2 separate regions of the Cyprinus carpio genome follow, and region 1 is linked to region 2. A link is a contact called in public Hi-C data. All regions are on one chromosome and are shown on one strand. Each heading gives the region's core, a stretch centred on a gene start, on an enhancer-like site or on the middle of the called end of the contact. The rest is flanking DNA. Distances are from core to core; before and after follow the strand shown. Region 1 overlaps LOC122133990 (transcriptional enhancer factor TEF-1-like). Region 2 holds the start of LOC122133990 (transcriptional enhancer factor TEF-1-like).

Region 1 (5,167 bases), core at 547-3,046, 59 kb after region 2:
AAGCTCTTCAGAGTATGGCCTCCATGTCTTCGGCCCAGATCGTCTCTGCCACTGCCATCCACAACAAGCTGGGTCTTCCGGGCATCCCGCGTCCTGCCTTCCCCGGAGCAGCTGGGGTAAGACCTCCCTCTGGCAACCACCTATCAGTACACTTACTTCAGCCACACGGCTGGCCACCGTGCCTCCTGTGTCAGCTCCAATCCCATTACACACCCTCAGAGCCGTGCCCACATCACCTGCCTTCATCAGATAAGCCCACTAATGCCACACTCAAGATAACTAGACTGCATGGCACATAGTCCACCTCATTTTTCAATGAACATGTGATAACTGATGTATCAAGAGTGCACAGACGTGTGTGTGCCTGTGGATAGGCTGAGTTTTGTTGTCTATTTATTTATCTAATTCTCTAGTTTTGGCAGGGCATGATATCCACGGGCCAGCCTGGATCCTCACAAGAGTGAGTATCTCTACTAGAAGTTCTGCTCCCATTGGCCCACTAAAGCTTGTCCTCTTGCTACAGTGCTTGCAAGGCACATCAGACATTCTTCTTCCTCTTCTTCTGCACCTTCATCATTGTATTCACCCTCTTTTCCACCACCTTCTTCTTCACGTTCTTCTTCACCACCATCTTCACCTTGTTCTGCACCTCCTGCTTCTTGTTCTTCTCTACCACTTTCTGCACTTCCTTTTTCACCACAGTCCTTAGCTTCCTCCCTTTCTTATGCAACTCTATCTTCACCACCTTCTTCTTCACTTTCCCCTTCTTCTGCACCTTCTTCTTATTCACCACAGTCTGTATCTTCCTCACCTTATTCTGCACCTCATTTTGCATTTTCTGCACCTTCTTCACCACCATCTTCACTTTCTTCTGCACATCCTTCTACATCTTACATCTTAAGACAAGTATACACTACAAGACAAATTCTTTAATTCTACAACAACTAGTGTGCAGCAAAAAGCCCTAGATTATGGCCAATTTATAATTTCTGCCAATGCTGTCTAGTATGCACACTTGTAAATTAGTTAGCTTATTTGAAATTTAGTCAGCCAGTTGTCAGGCGTGGACACAGTCCTTTAGCAAGAAAGTTGCAATATCCAATTAAATGAAGAGAATGTGAGAGCAGGAGGAGGTAAAGCTAGTGGGGTATCATATTTCTAATTCAGTTTTTTTACTGAGTGTCACGACTATGCTCTGATTCAGCATTTCATTTTCACAGAACTAAATGCATAGCCCAAAACTTTAATCTGGTTCTTTTGCTGCCTTGCAAGCACTGGTATTTCCTTCTTTTTCCACCTGTCTCTGTTTTGTCTGCTTTATTGTCGTTCTCCTCTTCTTGATATCTGTATTTTGCCCGACCCTTCCAGCTTATTCTCTTTTCCTCAGAGGGATCAGAGATAGAGGAATCCTTTCCAGAAACAGGGATGGGTTGAATCCAAGTTTAAATACTTTGTACAGCTTTGTTTCTTCTTTGCTGTGGAAGCCTCTTAATCTCTTCAGTATGTAGTGCCACTAAACTTCAGGCTGCTTGTTTTCCTGTTCTTAATTCTCCTTTGTCTATGTTTTAGCATCAAGCCATTTGCTCAGCAAGCGTACCCCATCCAGCCAGCAGTCACAACTACAATCTCAAGTATGTCGGTCACGACTTGCCATGTTTTTTTTGTTGATCAATTCACATTCAGATGTAGCATTCTGTTTGTTTAGAAGGGCTAATATTCAGTGTGTGTAGGTTATGAACCCCCGACAGCACCGGCACCCACAGTGCCCGCCTGGCAGGGCCGATCTGTCGGCACATCTAAACTCAGACTGGTGGAGTTCTCCGCTTTTCTGGAGCACCAGAGAGATCCAGATTCCGTGAGTCACTTCTTTATGTCACTATAAGTCTAAATGAAATTAAAATGGAGCTAGTTTAATTCTTTATACACATTCCTGGTCTTATTGCACATGATTCATCATTGACCTTTAGCCTACTAGTCAAAAAGCCTCTCAAAGGGGAGTGTTTTTAGATAGAGGTCCTACACGACTGACTGAAAATGCACATTCTAGTATGCATTCTAGTATGCAACATGTACTTCTCACAATTCAATCTCTTTCCAATGGGGAAAAATACCCGCCCTACATTTTTGGCTCTTGGAATATCTCAGATAAACGTTTTACTTAAGAAATATGATTATACTGTAATTAGGGTTGCAAAGGGGTGGGAAAATTCTGGTAAATTTCTTGAAACTTCCCAAAAATCCCTGGAATATTTCGAAAAGTCCTGGAAAGTTTCCAAAATTTCTGGAATATTTCCAAAATTTACTGGAAATTTTCCACCTTTTTGCAACACTAACCGTGATACAGTGAGAATGAGTTGTGAATAACATTTTATGTTGACTTTGAGGACTGTCAAAATACAGTGTCCTGTTTTTATTTCATTTTTTTTAATTTGTAACATAATTCAGATGTCATCATGATTAGATAAAAAGTATTGTTTCTCTACTATATTAAAGTACCATTGCTAATATGTGTTCTTTTATATGCTGTGGTACATTTGTGAATATCTCCAAATTATACCTTAAAAAATTGAATTTTTACACTTTTTACAATAAAATTAAATTTTTTAACTTAAATATCATGAACTACCAATGAACACTTTATGACATGTTCATTTCTACATATGCTAATACATTTTTAAAATGTCAGGGGGCGTAACATTATTTTTTATATTATGAACAAGCATGAAGTAACAATGAACAATAGCATGCATACATTAGCATTAAGCAATATTATTTATTATTATTATTAATTTATTTCTAAAATAAATGATCATTAACCTTTTTTCATGTTTATTCAGTCATTTGTTTGTCTGCCAAAATAATAAAATGTACGAATGTGAATTTTCTCACCAAATATAATACTGATATATGTGGTTAATAGTGAATAATTAGCACTATTACTCATGATCATGAAATGTATTAATTAACAGTTGTGAATAGATGGATAGTACTAGTTAAAAACTAAACAGTCAAGAACTTTCAGTCATTTTGACAAGTTTTCCTGTTTCTAACTTGTTTTCTCTCTTTTTTTCTGTGCAGTATAACAAGCATCTTTTCGTGCACATCGGTCAGACAAATTACTCTTACAATGATGCCTTGCTCGAGTCAGTGGACATTCGTCAGATTTACGACAAATTTCCTGAGAAGAAAGGAGGGCTGAAGGAATTGTTTGGCAAGGGTCCTCAGAATTCATTCTTTCTCATAAAGTTCTGGGTGAGTGAATCTCTGCAAAGAATGAGCATCTGTTTAGCGATTCACAACATGCGCGGGACAATTATCCCCAAAAGAAGACATCGAAACACACAATTAGTCCAAGAAGAACATAGTATTTTTTTTTATTTAGGCTTAAAAATAAACACATATGCAGTGTGATGTGTAACGCATGCCCAGCCTGTGCCCAGGTTTCTACACTAATGAGAGCGAAATTACCACAGTTCATGTTTACCACCCATACAACTGCCTATTTAACACAAATGTTTATCCACTGAGTGATTACATGCATAAATAATTGTGCATTTCCCTAAAGACACTGGGCTACTTTAGTTTTATAGACAGACGTCTCTGTTTACGCGTCCAAACCGCTATATTTGGCACAGCATAGCTGAAGTGTCCATGATCAAAGCTTGCACTTATTCCGTTTAATATCGCGAAACAATTGGATGACCTGGATGCTCCTCTAATAGCTATTCAAACATTGCATGCATTTTGTGAAAAGCTAACTAGCGGCAACCAACAAAGTGGGCCTCGTCGTGGTTGGAGCGAGGCTGCTCGAATTCCGTTTGAAGTGACACAGGGATCTGAATTTCAAATGAAACTCTGGATCTGCACAATAATGCCTCTCTTGAATATGATGTGAAAATGTAACAGGCTTGTCTTAATGAAAAGAGAGTATGCCAGAAATGAATATTTGAGCTCTCTCGGTAATGAAAATCGTGTTAGCTTACTGAAAGAGCGGAGAGCGAGCTGTTCTTTTTTCCACTCTTTTTCAGAGTTTTTTTTTTTGAGTGCCTTTTTACTCAAAGTTATTTAATCTGTTCTTTCTAACCTTAGACACAGCCTTTTTCTTCAATACCCGAATAGACTAAAATGTAGAAATAGCCATGGTTGGCAGCTTAGTTTTAGCTAAAAGGAATAGTTTCCATAAATGAACATTTACTCACCCTCGTGGTCTTCCATAACTGACTTTTTTCTTTCATGTAACACCAATATACTTCAGAAAGTCCATAGTGGTCTTTTCATAATGTGGATGTATGACAAAAAAGCACTATAAAAGCAAGTTTCGTGTCTATGTGAGGAACAAACTGAAGTATAAGTCTTCAAAATCCTCCACATAGGTTATTTTAGCTGTGCTTACAGTCTCCACTAGATGGCAGTTTTGTATTGATGTAATATGTTGATAGATCTATCCGTTTTTGCTTGTGTAGATTTCTCTGTTATAGAAGTATTTGACCGTGTAGCTTATTAAATTGAGAATTAAAGCTACTGTCTCATTGCTTCATAGGCTGACTTGAACTGCAACATTCAGGACGAAACTGGGGCTTTCTATGGAGTGAGCAGTCAGTACGAGAGCCCGGAGAACATGACCATCACCTGCTCCACAAAGGTTTGCTCGTTTGGCAAACAGGTCGTGGAGAAAGTGGAGGTAAATTTCAAGCATTCGTTTTTAAGTACAGTTGTATTGTCTAAATGGAGCAATAAATGTTCTTCCTCTAATATGAGTTTCCCAGAGGAAAATGTAATTGCTCTTTTATTACTCAGGACACTTAATGGAGTTCTTAGTTGTTAGTCTGAAATTTTAAAAAGCTGTTTTCAAAAGTAAGAATATACCATTATTAATAATTAAGCAGCAAATCAGCATATTAGAATGATTTCTGAAGGATCATGTGACACTGAAGACTGGCGTAATGATGCTGAAAATTCAGCTTTGTTATCAGGGGAATAAATTACATTTTAAAATATATTCAAATCGAAAACAGTTATTTAAAATTGTAATCATATTTCATAATTGTGCTGTAACAGTTTCAAATGAAAGAAGCATTGGTGAAGATTAAAGATTTCTTTTAAAAACATTAAAAACAAAGTTAATTTCACATTTTCTGGTAGTGTATAAGTAATGATGCTTTCTGTT
Region 2 (5,286 bases), core at 799-3,298:
CAGCTCAGCTCTTAGATAAGGCAATGAAAACAGGCTCTGATGTAAGGCTATGAAGCCATTTACAGTCCTCTATTATGCCGGGATCCTTCGCTGAGGCTTCCTGGATACACGGAGCTAATGTTTAACAAGGAGCTTGTGAAACCCTTCTGGCAGATGACCCATGACGGTGAATGAATCACTGCTGTGACTGCACTCAGGTGCTGGAGCTCTGCGCCGCGCCGAAGGAAAAGGCTGGCTCCTCCAGGGCTAGCTGGATTTGCATAGATAAGCTTTCCCTTTTGATGCTTAATAGTTTGGTATTGAAAGAACAGACACCATTCGCGAGGATGAGAAGCAGCAGATAAGATAAGACAGCCTTGGAAAGCAGACGTGGTGCTGATATTGCAGATACAGCGGGGAAAGGGAAGCGTTGCACTTAAGCAAAAGTCATTATTCACTAGTAATTAAACTTTAGGGGCTTCAAGGAGGCTATTTTATGTACGTTATGGTGTTGACTTTGGCGTGATCAAAGAAAAGGCTGCGAATCTCAGAGAGGATCTAATGCATTGCTGACAACATCCACAGTGACACTTAAAAGCTGTGAATCACATGAACAGTGTAAACAGTAAATCCATATTCATTGTGAAGGGCAATTATTATTATTTTCGTCCCCCAATCCCAAAAAATGCACTACAGGTCAAAATATTTTTTTTTATGTTTTATTTTGTTAAAGTAGCTATTATCTATTTTGATATATTTTAAAATGTCATTTCAAAATCTATTTTTAACTTCAGTCTTTCTGAAATCATTCTAATATGCTGATTTGGTGCTCAACACAAATTTCAATGTATTATCAATGTTGACAACAATAGCGCTATAAAGATTTTAGTGGAAGCTCCAATACACTACCATTCAAAATCTGGGGTACATAAAATTTAAAAGAATAAGAATTAGAAATGTATACTTTCATTTAGAAAGCATGCTTTAAATTGATCAAAGTTGAGAGTAAAGACATTTATAAGGATACAAAAGAGTTCTATTTCAAATAAATGCCCTTCTTTTGAGCTTTCTGTTCATCAGAGAATTCTGGGGAAAAAAGTATCACAGTTTCCCCCTAAATATTAAGCAGCAAAAGCATTTTTTAACATCGATGATGATAATAAGAAGAAACATTATTAATAATTCAGCACCAAAAACAATTTCACCAAATTGAGCATCATTAGACACTGAAGAATGACTACTGAAAATTCAGCTTTGCTATCACAAAAATAAATGATAACATCATATATTTAAATATGCTTATATTTATATGTATAATAATGTTGTAAATAAATGCAGCCTTGGTAAGCATTTATTTATTTATTTTTAAATATATTAGAACATGTAATTCTTCCAAACCTTTGACCGGTAATGTATATTTTTGCATTCATCATATAGCTGGTGTTAAGAAAAGTGGGAAATATATCTGGACTACTCTCTGCGTCTAAAAGTAAGTTCAGGATATTAAGATCGATCTGCGGTGTGCATAGTGAGTTCTTAGTTTTCATAAATTTAGCTACTATTTTGGCAATTTGCATGCCACACTTAATTACAGTTTGTGATTTTATGCTGATAATGTACAGGTGTTTACATATCTTAATCTAATCTTTTGTCTGTGGTTTTCCAAACATGCTGTGTAAGTAGATGGCACCAGTGTCCACAAGCATAGAAAATTCTGCCTCTCCAATTGGGGAATGGTGCCACGTCTAATAAAAGCACTGTGATAAATGTTATATAGGCTAGGCTATTTTTACAACAATTGTACATTTTTAATTATTTTAACATGATGAACTATTTTCTTATATTCATTTAACCTAAATAAAGGCATGCACAGTAAAGACAGCGAATCATTATTACATCCATCCGAATCAATAGGTTGCAAACAAGTGAGTTAGAAGAAAGTATAAACAAGGCAGCGCTGTCTCCCATTGGAGGACGGCTTGGACGTGTCCTGTGAGGTCATCCCCATGGATGTGGGAGAAGCTGCGGGATGACGCCACCCTCTGGCTCCGCCCTGCTGCAAACTCGACGCGGCTCGCGTTCATTTCATTCCTGCTCTCATTCCGAGCATTCTTCGCATCTCTATCGGTGCGGCGGAGATTCCCGTTCACATTCCCGGCCGGCCCCAAAACACAAGAATAACTTTACACAGTTTGCAACAAACTATACAAACCCACACTAGAACAAAACAAAGGGGCCGAACTTAAATTTTGATATAAATAAAGCGGACGTTAAGGTAAGTTTTAAGGTAATTAGCCCTTGACGGCTTAAGAGCAAACGATTTTATGGATTAAGTTAAAGCAGACGAGCAAATGCAAAATGTTTTGCGCGATTATGACTATTGATAGGCATGTATCAAGAGGGGTCGGGCTCAGAAAGTATCTTTTTTCAATGGGATTTAGTTCGACGCTGCAGCAGCAACAGGGTGCTTTCACTTTGTCCACTGACTCAGTCTGACATAGCACGAAAATCTTTGACATTTTTCACATTTTTTTGCTAAAGAAGCTGACCTCGCGCGCTCGTGCTCTGCAGTAAGTCCTGTACATTTACACCCAGAAACAATGCGCGTCGTTTTGGTGGGAACATTTTTCTGGACGTTGATTGTTGCATGAAAAGAATTTTGGACAAGATGACGGATCCAAATGTTGCTGTTTTCTCCTCCATAGTTGGCTACGCCGCACATTTCGGAGCGGAGCACAAATATAGCGCGAGGAGACTTGTTGCTCGCGTATCTTTGGCGTTTATTCACCAGCTTCGGTTCACATCTCACCCGTAAGTACGCATTTGACTTTTCTCCTCTTTATTTAACCGACTTACGTAAACTCTTGGCATCTCTACGGAGTTATATCACATTGGTCTCTTCGTTATTTGCTGTAACACACACAGAACGACACGGAAAATTGATAACATCCGTGAGCGTTAATATATTTGTGTCTTTTATTTTAAAAACGTACTCCGCACTGAACTTCCCAGGCTTGGTTACTCTGGAGAAACTTTACTTCACTGTTGTTGTGCAACTGTAAAAGTATCCCTTTTATTTGTCCAAGGCTGCTAGATACATTTGTAGCAGCTGTTGACATTGTTTTAATGTATCAGCTTGTTTCAGAAAGATTACATGGGAGAATCTGGCTGCTATTCCTCTGTCATTTCCTTTGTTGGGATTTGCCCGCCCTGTTTCCTCTGGAGTAACGTCGTGCCTCTTTGCGTTGTATTTGGACTTTATAAACGACAACACAGGTTAAAAACACAGTTTGGCAGTTACCGTGTGTGCTTTAAAACCACTTATTTAGAAACGCCGTTTCATCACAAGGAACGGAACTATGAACGTAACGACAGAATAACAGCGGGACGGCGTAGCTTAGCTTAGCACTTCATCAGAACTAGGCTTTACCAACTCCACCAACTATCCAGGCTTTTAGCTAATGGCGTGAAGATTACTATTCCACAGTGTTTTTAACCGTTTCACTGTCCCTTTGTGAATTAATTCATTATGAAATCACACATGCCTCTGTTCCTCATTCACACCTCCAGCTGCAAAACCCCCAAAATAAAACGAGCTGTGAGTTTCACTGTAAGCTTATGAATTCTGTATAATCAAGCTAATTAAGATTCATCCAATATACAACCTAACTGTTATACTGATGTAATAAAACTGTAACTTAGTATTAGTCACCAGAAAGCTTCTTTAAATTAGAGCCCTGAGTATTTATTTCAGTTTCAGCTGTGGTAGAAACTTATTTTTTGTGGAAACTAAAAACAGTTAAGCACATTTTATAGCACTAAGTAAATCATTAATGCCAAAGTCTGCAATCCATTTACTTTTTTGAACCAATTTAAATGTCATCTTTAATGAAAATTGAGTTCACAGCATACTTTGTAGACATGACAAATATGATTGTGAATGGATGGAAACAAACTGATACAGAGCAGGCAGAAATAGCTGTTTTGCACTTTTTCACGTTTTACATTGTACTGTAAGAACAGTAGCTGTCTTATTATGTATTGCTTGTCTTTCTAATACAAAAGCTTTAACACTGCTGCCCTTGCCCTGTTCTGGACTTTAATTCTCAACGGGAAACAAGTTCCTCTATTTTGTGTTTTGGGGAAAAGACCTCTTTTCTTGCAGTTAATTATTGTCTTATATTTCACATTGGCCCTTTTATAAAGAAGGGTCCGAGTGACACAATGTGTTGTTTGTGTCCTCTAACTGGGCCATTATCATGTACTGCAGTAAACAGATTGACTGATTCTGTCAGAATCTACAGTATCACAGTGATGAGAAGCAAATCTGCTTGTTGTGTAAAATAGGCATAGCAGTAAGTGCTTTGTGCTCACACATAGACCTGTTGAATATACGCTTGCTTGACATTTTCAAGTGAGAGAATGAAACATGGTCTCGCATTGAACCCATCACTTGAAGTCAAACATCTGACTCTTGATCAGATGGTTCGAAAACAGAGGAACCTTAAAGTACTCATTAGCTACATCCGATGGCATATAAAAAAGAAACCATGCAATCGGAGAATAAATATTTTTTGATGCAATGATTAAATAGTTTACTTTTAGTTTAGTGTGCTGTTTGGAGGTATAGCTAAGTCTGAGCGATTTTGTTACGTTATCTGCCGTTACTGTGTTATTAATATATTATTATTATTTATGAATGAGAAATAGATTCTCTATGAACTTTAAATGTGGCTCAAATAATTTTGCACAGCATTGATAGATATACCAAGGCATTCTTCATTTCACATACTGCAACTTTCATTATTTGTGTAGATATAGAATGTGCTTTGAGTATGTATTACATATAATGGAATTTTAAATAGGCTAGTTATTTATTGCCCTGAACACAACCGAGAAAACTTTTGAAGCTGATTTTCCTACTGCCTCCTTTTCAAATGAGGCAGTTTGAAGCTGCGTTCAGCTTCCAAAAGTACCGCATTGCCCTTTTACTATAATAGAGCTACAATCCCTGTTAAGGAAAATCGCATGTCACTGACCATAAATAATGAATTTGAATCAGGAGGGAAAAAACATTCATTTCAATACTTTCTGTTTCAGTGGTGCTCTCCGGCGTGGCTCAGGAAGAAAGCAGTCTTTCAGTTGTGAAATGAGAAGAGAATAGGTGCTTTGCTCAGACATAGTGGATTGGGTTACCTCTGGGAATGGAGGATTGTGGGGGAACGGGAGCGCACAGAGAGAACCTATTGTTTTTCCTGTTGCTGAGCCGGGGAGGAGTGTGTGTGAGGCTGTTGAATTGTAGAAGGC

The links. A called contact is a pair of places that touch in the nucleus more often than the background predicts.
Region 1: a Hi-C map of skeletal muscle shows a contact between it and region 2, with 2.8 times the contacts expected there. The contact joins the enhancer-like site here to the promoter of LOC122133990 in region 2. A contact is called at or near these places in 3 of 8 Hi-C or Micro-C datasets (liver and skeletal muscle).

What each region holds. Positions count from the first base shown.
Region 1 is chrB7:38,960,870-38,966,036 of ASM1834038v1, forward strand. It overlaps LOC122133990 (transcriptional enhancer factor TEF-1-like), which reads left to right. Exons shown (of 14, transcript XM_042728590.1): 7 at 1-116; 8 at 423-460; 9 at 1,570-1,631; 10 at 1,722-1,855; 11 at 3,079-3,252; 12 at 4,541-4,681. Among protein-coding and RNA genes, the nearest start is that of LOC109093778, 17 kb to the right of the region's middle. Within about 2 kb of position 1,797, at least 1 of the 8 cell types and tissues checked has an H3K27ac peak or open chromatin away from gene starts, as enhancers often do. A contact at or near this core is called in skeletal muscle, where this site is marked.
Region 2 is chrB7:38,902,112-38,907,397 of ASM1834038v1, forward strand. LOC122133990 (transcriptional enhancer factor TEF-1-like) reads left to right here and starts at 2,049. Exons shown (of 14, transcript XM_042728590.1): 1 at 2,049-2,254; 2 at 2,685-2,790.